Regions from separate parts of the Triticum aestivum genome. Here region 1 is linked to region 2. A link is a contact called in public Hi-C data. All regions are on one chromosome and are shown on one strand. Each heading gives the region's core, a stretch centred on a gene start, on an enhancer-like site or on the middle of the called end of the contact. The rest is flanking DNA. Distances are from core to core; before and after follow the strand shown.

The links. A called contact is a pair of places that touch in the nucleus more often than the background predicts.
Region 1: a contact with region 2 is called in a Hi-C map of leaf, with 2.7 times the contacts expected there. The contact joins the promoter of LOC123063247 here to the promoter of LOC123063244 in region 2. A contact is called at or near these places in 2 of 5 Hi-C or Micro-C datasets (both in leaf) and 1 of 1 datasets of contacts at active chromatin or transcription factors (leaf).

What each region holds. Positions count from the first base shown.
Region 1 is chr3A:688,993,725-689,000,372 of IWGSC CS RefSeq v2.1, reverse strand. It overlaps LOC123063247 (2-hydroxyacyl-CoA lyase), which reads left to right and starts at 4,425. Exons shown (of 2, transcript XM_044486991.1): 1 at 4,425-6,100. The coding sequence starts at 4,694.
Region 2 is chr3A:688,791,924-688,799,041 of IWGSC CS RefSeq v2.1, reverse strand. LOC123063244 (thiamine pyrophosphokinase 1) reads left to right here and starts at 3,133. Exons shown (of 6, transcript XM_044486989.1): 1 at 3,133-3,377; 2 at 3,524-3,620; 3 at 4,535-4,607; 4 at 5,550-5,651; 5 at 5,743-5,992; 6 at 6,077-6,432. The coding sequence starts at 3,218. The coding sequence ends at 6,198. It overlaps LOC123063243, which reads left to right and starts at 6,990. Exons shown (of 7, transcript XM_044486988.1): 1 at 6,990-7,118. LOC123063246 (auxin response factor 4) reads left to right here. Exons shown (of 15, transcript XM_044486990.1): 13 at 1-48; 14 at 123-292; 15 at 444-861. The coding sequence ends at 463.

The DNA.
Region 1 (6,648 bases), core at 3,176-5,675, 200 kb before region 2:
TTAGGCCTTGTTCGGTTGCGGGTGAATCCGAGTGGATTGAAGGGGTTTGAGGGGGATTTAAACCTTTTCCAAGTCAAAATATGAACCAATCCCTGCCAATCCCCTCCAATCCTCTTGGGGAGAGGATTAACCGAACAAAGCCTTACTGGGCACTGGGATTACCGGTATGCAAACTCTTTCTGGGAATAAGGACTGTTTATTCTTCGGCCCCACATCGGTAATGTCACATGCGGCCACCATGAGATCTTCTTTTAGCCTAAGCAGATACTGCACTGAACCAAAGACGGTGTCTTTCTTATCGCCATGCACCAGGTTGTTCCTCAGATTCCACGCCCGCCAAAGGACCAACAGAATGTTATTTCTGACATTCTTTGTTTGAGACATCAATAGCATCTGAAGTCAATCCACTCCAGTATATCTGAGATCAGACTCCCTAGGCAATCCCCAATAGTTTCTCATTGCATGCCTTAGCGCCCGGCTTCTTGTGCAGGTGATAATGGCATGGAATTCGTCTTTTTTCTCCATCCCACAGATTTCACACACATTGTCATCCACTATGGTTCGTCTGAATGTGTTATGCTTTGTGGGCAGGGAATTAGTGGCCACTCTCCAACCGAAAAATCTTGACCTTTTCCGGAATATCTGCCTTCCAAATAACACCCCGAATGATGCGGTCACCCGGCTCGCTTGAAGAACTTGTCGCCCTCTCTGTTTTATTTCTTTGGATCGTGTCTGCAAGTTTATAGGCGCTCTTGACTGTAAAAGTCCCAGATTTTTCGTAATGCCATGCTACACAATCCTCCACATCCTCTCTTGGAATTCTTAACTTGCAAATCTCATCCGCATCGAACTCATGGAAAATTTGTTTCACTAGTTCCATCTTCCACTCCTTTGTTACCGGGTCAATCAGTTGATTGACCCATCAGAGTCTTGACCTCCATATGAAAGCAGCAACTTTTAGTTCTTCTTTCCTCGTGATCCATTGATCTTTTGTTATTTGTATGCTTCTTTCATTTTCTATACGCCAAATCAGACCATTTTTCAACAGTTCGAGTCCAAACTCAATCCCCCTCATGCAGGAGAGGCATCTGATGAGAAAACCGTGTCGATGACTTTTCCATTGGGGTAGTATTTAGACTTTAGTACTCTTGCGCATAGACTCTCTGTTTTAGTAAGCAGCCTCCACCCTTGCCTTGCCAGAAGGGCCAGCCTCATAAAACTGTTGCGCGAGCATATTCATTGATTTGATTTTCTTTTAACACAGCATATTGATTGATAACCATTTTAGCTGGAACTATATTGAGTTTTTTTTACTGCAAATAGACTTTATTTCTCAAATAATAGACATGTCATTTACAAGCAGATGAGAAATAAAATCAGGGATCTCATCATCCCAAGAACTAGAAGATCTAGTAGTAAAAGAGTTCTTTGCTAATTCATCTGCCACCTGATTGGCCTCTCTATAGCAATGTCTGAAGGATATGGACGCAAAGTCCATCATAAGTTGTTTACACTCTGTGATGATAGCTACCTCCGGGCCTAAATAATCATCAACTTGGTTCAGCGAGTCCACTGCGAACGAACAATCTGATTCAATTTCTATGTTATTGCATCCAATGTGAATTGCCAAGTATATCCCGTTTCTGATGGTAGTTAGCTCAGTTGAGTCAACTCCACTGATGTTTGGAACAAACCAACTTGCTGCAGCAATAAAATCACCCGGTAGTCCCGAGCCACAACACCACAAGCACCTGAAAGTGTTTCATACTGAAAGGAAGCATCAACATTTATCTTCACGATCCCATATCCTGGTTTCCTCCACATGTGGTCGTTCTTACATATTGGTCCTTTGGGTATAGTTGACCTGAGGAAATTTGTCGCCAAAACCTTGATGGCTAGTGCAGTTTTTTCCGGCGTTTGGACTTTGACTCCCTTTACTATCTGTCGGCGCTGCCACCATATATACCATGCTGCTACAACAGCAAGCTCCGCCATTGGTACCTCCGCATCATTGCCCTAAAGCTTTGATAAAATTTCCAGCATAATAGATCCTGATCTGTCCTCGGCGACAGCTTTCCGTATGACTTGTAGCAAGCCCAGCCGCTCCCAAACATCCGTCGCTCGTCGGCACCTAAATAAGCAGTGTTGAATGTCTTCTGCTCCGACTAAACAAACTGGACATTGAGCTGAGCATGGGATGTGTCGGCTTGCTAATACACCAAAGCATGGGAGGGCGCCATGCAAAACTTTCCATGCAAAATGTTTTATCTTCCCTGGTATTTTCAGCTTCCACATATCCTTCCAAACTGAGTTTATATTTTCTGTACCTTGCCCATCAGCTCGCACCCACTGTGCCCCATGTTGATGTCCAAACTCCTTATGATAAGCCGATCGCACGGAAAACGTGCCTGATCGTGTATAGTTCCAAGCCACAAAGTCTTCCGTCAAGTGATAATTCAAGGGGATTTGTAATATTCTATGAACATCAAGAGGAGAGAACACATCATGAATTAGATCCTCATCCCACTGGCCTGTGTACGGATTTATTAACTCATCAACCTTTGAAAGCATTGTTGCCCCCTATTCGTGATTACTTTCCTTGTGACACTTGATGGAATCCATGGATCATGCCAGATATCAATTTGAGCTCCACTTCCAACACGCCAAATGCAACCCCGCTTAAAAGTCTGAATACCCGCGACAATACTCTGCCAAGTATAAGAAGAGCCTTTTTTTGGTCCAGCTTTTAATATGTCACCATCTGGGTAATATTTTCCCTCGGAACTTGTGCACACAAAGAATTCGGGTTTTGGATTAGTCGCCAACACTGTTTTGCTAACATAGCAAGATTAAAACTGTGCAAGTCTCTAAAACCCAATCCCCCTTCCTTCTTCGGAATACACAACCTCCACCACGCAAACCAATGCATTTTCTTTTTTCCCTCATTGTCACCCCACCAGAACCCAGCAATTTCATCAGTGATAGACTTACAGATTCCTTTAGGCAATTTAAAAACTGACATTGCATAAGAAGGTATTGCTTGGGCTACCGACTTTACCAGTACCTCTTTACCTTGCATCGAGAGTGTTTTCTCCTTCCACCCCTTCAACCTATGGCAAACTCTATCGATAAGTGCTGGAAACAGTCAGTTCTGTCGACTCCCACCATTGTAGGGAGACCCAAGTATGTGTCAGATAGAGCTTCTGTCTCAATATTTAATTCTGTACACACATTCTCCCTGGTATTGACATTAGTATTAGGACTAAAAAATATACTCGATTTAGCATTACTAACTAGTTGCCCAGAACTAGCACAATATGTGTCAAGAATCTTTTTGAGTGTACTTGCATTATGTGAGTCCGCCTTCATTAGGACCAAGGAGTCATCTGCAAACAATAAATGTGAGATATGGGGAGCATTTCTACAAACACGGACCCCTTCCAGACCTCCAATTTCCTGTTCATGAGCTAATAAGCTTGAAAGACCCTTAGAGCACAAGAGAAATAAATAAGGTGATAATGGGTCGCCCTGTCTGAGCCCTCTTGTGGGAGCGAATTATTCAATTTCTGTATTATTGAACCGGACCCTATAGCTTACTGAAGATACACACTCCATGATAAGCTCCACCAAATGTGCATGAAATCCCATCCGCAACATTATTTTTTTTCCAAAAAGCCCCATCAACACGGTCGTAGGCTTTGTTCATGTCCAGCTTCACGGCACAAAATCCATTTGATCCATGTGTTTTTTTCTTGATTGCATGAAAACACTCATAAGCTACCAACACATTATCAGTAATAAGTCTGCCTGGGACGAAAGCACTTTGTGTTGGATATATAATTTCAGAAAGGATTCGTTTTAGTCTGTTTGCAAACATTTTTGAAATTATTTTATAAACCACATTGCAAAGACTGATTGGCCTGTATTGCGTAATTACCTCTGGACTATTGACCTTGGGAATTAGCACTACATTTGTTGAATTCCATCCTGAAGGGATCTTTCTTTTATTTTATAGCATTGAGCACTTCATCAGTCAACTCGTCGCCTACAATGTGCCAAAATCTTTTAAAAAAGATAGCATGAAGTCCGTCCGGGCCAGGAGCCTTCAAATCTCCTATTTGAAATAAAGCTTGGCGAACATCCTCCCTCGTGTACTCAGCCAAAAGCATATTATTCATATCGACGATCACCACGGGTTTTACAGAGTTCATCAATCCTTGATCCACCACACCCATATCGAATGTGAAGAGGCCGTGGAAGTAGTCCCTAATTAGAGACTTAAGATTATCATTATCATCCACCCAGGAATCACTACTACTCTTGAGCTTTTTTATTACTAAATATATTGAGTTGCCTATGTATGTTGGCCTGATCATTTCAGTAGAGGGGAAAGTGCTTTTGAACATGATGAGTCTATGCCGACTATGGGCAAAAGAACAGAACAGGTTTGGTGGACGACAGGAGCAGAGCAAAAGGAACACTCTTCCTCTACATCCAGCAGATTTCCCCACCGGCCGCGGCCGCCGGAAGCCACCGGAACCAGATACACCGCAGGCTCCGGGGAGGCGCATCTGCTCCGCCGCGCCCGCCGGCACGCCGCCGCCTGTGACTACTGACCCCCTTATAAACTTCCGTGAACCACCCACCCAACCCGAGCCGGATCAGAGAACCCATCCCCACACCACCACCACAGATGGCGTCCGACTCCGCCGCGACGGTCGACGGCAGCGCGCTGGCGGGGCGGGCGCTGGCGGCCGCCGGGGCGCGGCACATGTTCGGGGTGGTGGGCATCCCGGTGACCTCGCTGGCCTCCCGCGCCGCCGCCGCGGGCTGCCGCTTCCTCGCCTTCCGCAACGAGCAGTCCGCGGGGTACGCCGCCGCGGCCTACGGCTTCCTCACGGGCCGCCCCGGCCTGCTCCTCACCGTCTCCGGGCCCGGCTGCGTCCACGGCCTCGCCGGCCTCTCCCACGCCACCGCCAACGCCTGGCCGCTCCTCATGGTCTCCGGCTCCTGCGACCAGCGAGACGCCGGCCGGGGCGACTTCCAGGAGCTCGACCAGATCGCCGCCACCAAGCCCTTCGCCAAGCTCGCCGTCAAGGCCGCCGCCATCGCCGACATCCCCCGCCTCGTCTTCCAGGCCCTCGCCGCCACCGTCGCCGGCCGCCCCGGCGGCTGCTACCTCGACATCCCCTCCGACGTCCTCCACCAAACCCTCGCCGAATCTGAGGCGGCCTCCCTCATAGCGGAGGCCGTGGCCGCGGCCGGTTCCGCCGATCCGTCCCCGCCGAAACACAAGTCCCTGGACCAGGGCATCGTGGAGGCGGCCGAGCTGCTCCGGCGCGCGGAGCGGCCGCTGGTTGTGGTCGGGAAGGGCGCGGCGTACGCCCGCGCCGAGGAGGCGATCCAGAAGCTGGTGGACACCACCGGCATCCCCTTCCTTCCCACTCCCATGGGGAAGGGGGTCGTGCCGGATGTGCACCCACTCTCCTCCACCGCCGCGCGTTCCCTCGCCATTGGGCAGTGCGATGTGGCGCTCGTCGTCGGCGCGAGGCTCAACTGGTTGCTTCACTTCGGTGAGCCTCCCAAGTGGTCCAAGGATGTCAAGTTCATACTTGTGGACGTTTCTGAAGATGAAATTGAGCTTCGGAAGCCCCAGGTCGGTCTGGTTGGGGATGCAAAGAGAGTCGTTGAGCTCCTCAACAGGGAGATCAAGGATCAGCCATTCTGCTTGGCGCGATCGCACCCGTGGGTTGATGCAATCACCAAGAAGAGCAAGGATAATGTGCTTAAGATGGAGGCACAGCTTGTGAAGGATGTTGTGCCGTTCAATTTCATGACACCCATGCGGATCATTCGTGATGCGATCCTTGCCGAGGGGAGCCCTGCTCCAATAGTGGTCTCGGAAGGGGCCAATACCATGGATGTTGGCAGGGCTGTGCTTGTGCAGAATGAGCCAAGGACAAGACTGGATGCAGGGACATGGGGAACGATGGGTGTTGGGTTGGGGTACTGTGTTGCAGCAGCAGTGGCTGAGCCAGAACGGCTCGTAGTTGCTGTGGAGGGCGACTCTGGATTTGGTTTCAGTGCAATGGAGGTTGAGGTACGTGTAATGGCATCCGCTACTTGGTTTAATTTGCGCAAAAGTATTATTGCTACCTTGTTTGTTTCATGTTGTTATTTTCTTTTGCTATTATATCATGCTGTTGTGAGCTGAAATTGACATTTTTGGTTGAGCCAAACAAGGGTAGTAGATTGGGCACTTCATGCTATTGTCAATGAGCATTTCTACCGTGCTTAGAAGGTACCACAAGGTACTGGTACTTCCTAAGCAGAACTGAACAATGAAAAGTAGGTACAATTTCTTACTGGGTTACAGATGCCAAAAGAGAGGATCAACCACACATCTCACACAGCAACATAAATTAATCTTCAGAAGACATCTTTAACTCATTAACACAGAAACACAGACACTATACACCAGCATTCTATACTTTACAAACAGCCATAGGTAAAATTGAGTAGTGGGAGCAGTGGCAGGGGTGGATGAGCATGGATGGGAGGATGCACCCAAGCGGTTGGATCTGAAAAGGAGTACCTCGAGGTCAGTGCGGAGACAAGTTCCGGCTGGTGGTACCCTGTAATGTCGGA
Region 2 (7,118 bases), core at 1,884-4,383:
TACTGACAATGAGGGTGACATGATGCTCGTGGGAGACGATCCATGGGAGTGAGTCTCTGTCTTGGTGCTTGCTTAGCAGAACTTCCCTTCCTAGTGCTAATACCGCATCATTCTGTGAGCAGGGAATTCTGCAGCATAGTGCGCAAGATATGCATTTACACCAAGGAGGAGGTCCAGAAGATGAACTCGAAACCATCTGGCCCAAGAAAGGAGGAAGGTTCACTGGATGGTGACGGCGCAAGTGAGAAGGCCCATCTTCCTGCATCAAGCGATTTAAATTCTAGCCAACTAGGTATGTGCTTTTTTTATAGCATTCAATCCCCCCATTTACCTAAACCGACTAGCCGCAAGCATGGTTTGCATGATATTGTTGTTTGCTATCGCAAGCATCACCCACCGGAAGCGACTGACCGTTCAGATGTTGGCCTTGGCGGTCTCTGCAGGTTGTGTTAAGGCCGACTGAGACGAGGTATCGCGGGGGGCTGGGTCCCAGCAAAGAAGTAACAACCCCTGAAGTATGGTCTATTGCTATTGCTATTGTTGATCACCCCACCCCCACCCCTACCCACCTTCTGATGCAACAACCCCTTGGGTGTAGTGTAGTTACTAGTAGGAAATGTAGAGACTTTGGTGTCTTTGGCAGAGAAAGATCTAGGGCCAAGGTTGTCCCTTGCCTGGGTGCTCATTGGCGATCCGATCCATCCCTGATGTAAATATTTATGTATGTAGGTAGCGTTAGTATGTAATCTTTATGTATTAACCATCCATGAACCAGCGGTGTCTTGCCTATCTATTCCGGGAGTGACAGTGGTAGTAGTACATGTATGGCTGATCCTGCCTGTTTAATGCATGAATTGGATACGGTGGTGGCTTGTCGATTGTTGTGGAGTTGGCAGGGCGCATGATGTGCTCTCTCGACCGTATGTATAAACACACAAGTAGTACCTGGTGTTTTGATGGCCGCTTCTCGATCGATCAACACAAATAGGACGGCCGCATCTCGATCGATCAACGACCTTTTAATGGCTGTTTTGATGCAAAGGAATTTCCTGGCGTAGTACATTAGGATGCTTTGATTCATAGAATTGGAATCATCATGAGAAGATCCAAATGATTGCTTTGCACCCTATTTTGAAGGAATTTTTTCATCCATTCAAAACTTCTTACCATTCCTTTGTCTAGTCCAAATTCCCATGGTTTGCTGATTCTATAGGATTTTTAAGCGGGCGTTGCCATTTCCATCCTATGGTTTGCTAATTCTGTATATGATTTAAGTGGGCATTGCCACTTCCACCCTATATTTTTCGTACTTCTATGTTTTGAAATATCTGTGAACCAAAGAGACTCTGCAAGAGATTATGGTGTATATATATCAATAAAAGAAAGAAGCACATCCCTAAAAGTGCTATTGTGCGCTTGAGCTCACAGAATCTTGAGTGAATAGTAAATTCGAAAAAAATAGTAAAATAATTCACAAATTTTTGATTTTTTTTGGCAACAAATACTGAAGTTTTTTCTACACCCACGCAAAACGAAAATTTCGCAATGCAATCACATTTTTGGAGGTGTAGACAAAAGAAAATTGATGCTCCAAAACACTTCCAAATACTCTTTTTTTAGAGCATCGATTTTGTTTTTTTACCCACACCACCACGAATGTGATTTCAGCCTGAAAATTTGCATGCATGTAGAAAAAGCACCAATGCTACTTGCCAAAAAACCAGAACCTTTTATTTTTAACTAATTTTTTTCTAGTTTTACTGTTCATCCGAGCTCTTTGAGCTCGAGCTCACATGCTCCATTTCTACACATCCTTCCTAGAAAAAGAAGAATAAGCACATAATGTAGGCCGATTATTATCTACAAAGTAAATTGCACACTTGACCGCATTTTTGCCATGTTACAGTATATATAGTCGGGCTCCCAAGCGGAGGTCCCGATCACCAATCGGTCAAAAAATACCGACCCAGGCGGGCTCCTCATCTGGCCCTAAACTCCCGTGCTGACCGACACCTCTCATATCCAACCCACATCTGAGGTGGATATGGGCTGGATAACCCACTCGGTAACCCATCGGTCCGACGGCCGGTGCAGACGCTTTCATGGCGTTACTCCGGCTCGTCGCCTGAGGCTCCAAGTCCAGCTATCTAAGCCAGATGATGGCTCCCAACCCTAGCCGCATCCATTTCCCTCCCCTTCGCGCCACCACCCACCCATTCATTCGCCGTTCGTAGCTATGCCCCGACAGAGGATGACCACCTACGCTATGCCCACTCCGGAGCACCGGCTGCAGCTCATAGAGGAGATCCGGGCACGGTGCGTCGCTCGGTGTGTGGCCAACTGGCCTGCCTCCGGACTCTTCGGAGCAGGAGAAGGAAGAGGAGGAGCAGGCGCCGAACGCGTGATGAAGTAGGAGAAAAAGGAGGAGGAGGAGGAGGAGGAGGAGCCGGCGCTTCCGGTTGCCGAAGCCAGATTCAGCATGGCCGATGCACTAGGGGAGTTTGAGGCCACCCAAGCGGAGGAAGCGGTGGAGCAGTAGGTCGGAGAGTTTGCTAAGGACGTATCCGGCTGTGGGACGTAGACATTTGAGGGGTGACCAGTCATTGTTTAGGGGGCCGGATTAGGTAGGTCCAGCTGTAGACGCTCTCCGAGTGCATTGTACTCCCTCCGTTTCTTTTTAGTCCGCATATAAGGTTTGGTCAAAGTCAAGTTTTGTAGAGTTTGACTAACTTTATAATAAAAAAGATATAAACATTCACAAATATGAAATCAATATTATCAGATGCGCCATGAAACATATTTTCATACTATATAGTTTTAGCATTGTAGATGCTCATATTTATTTATATAAATTTGCGGATCAAACTTTGTGTAGTTTGACTTTGACCAAATCTTATATGCGGATTAAAAAGAAACGGGAAAGAGTACTTATCGTATGGTATGGTCCACACGCCAACGCGTGCGCCCTTGTCGTCAGTCAGCCGCAGTTGGCTGGCCGTCCGCCAACGACTTCCGTCGGCTCCAGTCCAGAGGACCGGCTACGCGCCATCCACACCATCTCTCCTTCGTTCCTTTTGTCCACGCGACCTACGCCACCTCTTTTCCTTTCGTTTCGCTCCTCTTCTCTTCTCCCCTGTTCCAGAATCCAGAGCCCCCCACCGACCCCGACCCGCCCTCCCCGCCACGCCACCTCCACCTCCACCTCCACGGCCTCGCCATGCCGCCGCTGCCCACGATGACCCACTCCTCCTCCTTCCTCCTCCCGTCCCCGCCTCATCCCCCGGCCGACGCAACCGACGCCGAGAACGCGGTCTCCTACGCCGTCGTCGTCCTCAACCAGCGCCTCCCGCGCTTCGCGCCCCTGCTCTGGACCCGAGGTACGTAACCAACCAACCAACGCGCGCCCCTCCCTGCCTCGCCTTTCTTCCGTGGGCATTATCGCCGCCTTCGCTTTCCGTCCTCGCGGACACGTTTTGACGCGCCCGGCTTGTGTCGTCTCCCTCTCTCTCTGTTGTCTGAGCAGCGCAGCTGCGGGTGTGCGCGGACGGCGGCGCCAACCGGGTCTTCGACGGCATGCCGGAGCTGCTCCCGGCCGAGGACCCCGACGAGGTCCGCCTCAGGTGATCCATCAAAGTCTTCTCCGCCTTCCTCTTTTTTGTTTTTTTCTACCCCGATAGCTGCGTGCCTACGCCTCCCACCTGTTCATAGTTGACTCTGCCTCTCCGTGGATCAATGCCCATCACGTGCTTGTTGGAATGCGTCGGAGATGTACTAGCTGTAAACAAAAAATTCCTTTTGGTTTCTATGCCTGTGCTGTTGCGTGCAAGCCTGAACGCTGGCATGCCAACGCATATAGCTGTAAAAAAAAACTCACTCTGAATTCGCTTCTCAATATACCTTTTTTGGCACGCCGCGTCTCGGCATCTGCCTTGTTTGTTTTAGCAATACTTACATTGTACTAGGACTACAGTTGGTATGGTGTGTGTTTAGTCAAAAACTGCAAGTTACCCCTTATATGCCTTGCCCGCATGTGCTCGAGCACAAATTCAGAGTTTTCTTGAGACGAGACGCAGCAACTACTTCGGCTAAAGAACTGTCAGTCTTTGCATCTGATGTAGTCTCTGTCATTTTTAAATGCCTAACACACATTTTCATATGATTTTTCTTTTGAGATGGCATTTTATCTTCTTTTTGAAACATATTACAATGTTCAACTCTGCTTGGGTCATCTATCCATGTAATGCTCAAGAGCTGTTTATATGAAGGAAAAATGTTCTTAAGTTTGCCTAAGGTGCCACCAGAGGGCTTGGCAGATTAAACCATACCACGGCGATATAGTATGCATCACATTTGAAATAGTTTATACTGCATCAATGGAACACATTTAGTTGTTCGCCCATGCCAAATACTACTAGTAGTTGGGAAGAGATTTAAAAACCTATTTATTGGTAGTTGGGAGGTAGGTTTAAGACAGATTTCTTTGCTGGTTGTTTGTATGTGACGATCTCATTAATTTGTCCTTACCTTCCTGCAGGTACAAGCCCGACGCAATCGAAGGAGATATGGATTCTGTAAGGCCAGAAGTGAAGGAATACTATTCCAGTTTGGTAACTAATTTAAAACTCCCTTCATCATACCTTTCTGAAAACGAGATGCTGAAGCTGACAGCTGAACCAAAAAATCATATTGTATGCAGCAACTGTCCAGGGCAGTTTCTATTATGTAAGGGAGAAAGATATCATGCGTAGCAAAAATACAAGCAGAAAGATAGTATCATCTTTTAGCCGTCTTGGTCCACATGAATATGTTTGTGATTCTGTTTTGGACCGTTGTGTGATGTTAGCTATAATGGGCTATAAAAATATCAGAACTTCATGTCTACAAGTTTAGATGACTCTTACTGACACCAATGCGGGGAAGAAATCTATTTTCTTGTGTGAAATCAAACTGCTGAAATAATTACATTGATTAAGTTGTCCTAATTATCCTAGAAAACCAGGAAGGGAGCGATGCCTTGTTTTATTGTATTTTTTAGTAGGCTTTTGTTTCTATACCAGTATTTTTGGTATGCTTGTCCTGGTAAATGCAAGTACTACTTCAGTGTTGATTAAATTGGCATGGCCAGTTGTATCCCTGTGAAGGGAGCGATGCCTTGTTTTATTGTATTTTTTAGTAGGCTTTTGTTTCTGTACCAATATTTTTGGTATGTTTGTCCTGGTAAATGCAAGTACTATTTCAGTGTTGATTAAATTGGCATGATCAGTTGTACCCCTAGCCGTGAACCTCAAGTTTCTTCCTGGAAATGTTGTGGAGTGGCAGCAGGGATAATGTAAATGTAAACCAAGTTTATGTACATTTGATTTGCCCTGCTTTACTACTTTTTGAGAGAGGCAACATGAATGTCAACGCTGGGCATTATTAGTATTCTGTACAATAGATGATTTTTCTGGTTTAAGATTAACCAATGAGGCCTTGAAACTGGGACAGGAACGATTGGTGACTTACAGCAAAATGATATATTGACAACACCCTTCTTTGATCAATTGCAGGGTACCCAAATAATCGACGATTCACATGATCAGGACACCACAGACTTGAACAAGTGCATATCGTTCATCACCAAAAATCTGCCTGGGCCAGACAATTCTAATGTACACCAGATCAGTTACCAGTGTTTACTCCAGATCAGTGTTTGCAACACCAGCTTTTTTACTGATGTTACTGTGTTTTGTGTAACTGCAGCTTTGCATTCTTGTTCTTGGTGCGCTTGGAGGAAGGTTCGATCACGAGATGGGGAACATCAACGTACTGTATCGCTTCTCAAACACCAGGATCATCCTCCTGTCAGACGACTCCTCGATCTTCCTGCTCCCAAGGACGCACAGTCACGAGATCCGCATCGAGCGGTCGATCGAGGGTCCTCATTGCGGGCTGATCCCCATGGGTGCGCCATCAAACAGCAGCACCACCACCGGTCTGCGATGGAACCTAGGTACAGGAATCTAAGCTAAAATGCAACCTCATTTTTGTATGGCAACAACATGATCTGATAGCCCTGCTGAATTTCTCTCTCCAGATAGTACCAGCATGAAGTATGGTGGATTAATGAGCACATCAAACATTGTGGAGGACGAGATTGCAACGGTCACTTCGGATTCTGATTTGATTTGGACAATATCTCTTCGGAAACATGCTTAAATTGTGTTATTGTACAGTAGGTTATGGTCCAAATTTTGGCTCGTCAGTTCTACGTGGAGGGGATTCGACAAATTTTATTGTGATGTGATGATATAGTTCATTCTATTAGATATTTGGCGGAACCGGAGGGACAGGTGTCCATGTATGTCAGCATCTTATTGTCTTATTTGTGCATTTCAAATTGTCAAAAAGCAACATGCTTATTCGAGCTGTGGACCCGTCCACAATTTCTGACATGGACTCCAGGTATGTGTGTGCACGTTCTTGTGTGGTGGTTCAAGTTTAGTGTCTCTTGGTTTGTGTTTGCATTCGGAGCACAGTAAAAAGTGAATATCACAATACCCAAACTAAAGAAGAACTCATGCAACAACAAAAAAAAAACCCTCATCTTTTGAGGTTTTTATCGCAAAAGCACAACTTATAGGCTAATGATTGTCAAAGGACCTTATTTGTTTTCAGGTTGCTTACCACACGGGCCAGGTTTTTAACAAAGGTGCCCCGAAGTGGACCATGTATTGAATTTAAATTCAAATTTTGACCACGCTTTGACCGAATTATGACTGAAAAAAAAGGTCAAGGTTTCATAAAAGAAAAGAAGTTTCTAGACGGTCAGCCACATCCAGCCACGTCCCCATCGCGGATGACGTGGACCGTGACTCTCCCCCCGAGGTGGCGTCCTTATCGGAATCCAAACCCACCATTCTCCCGCTGCCACCGGGCCCCAACCCATCAACCAGTCAGGCCCCACCCCTCAATCCACGATATTTTCCGGGCCCCCTCCCACCCACTGCGCGCGGGCCCCGCCACCACATTCCTTTCGTCCTCCCCAAGAGCCTCCTTCTTTCTTCCGCTTGTGATTTGTTTATCAAAGTCGCGGATCGGAACCCGCCGACGCCGCTGAGCCGAGCTGAGCGACACCC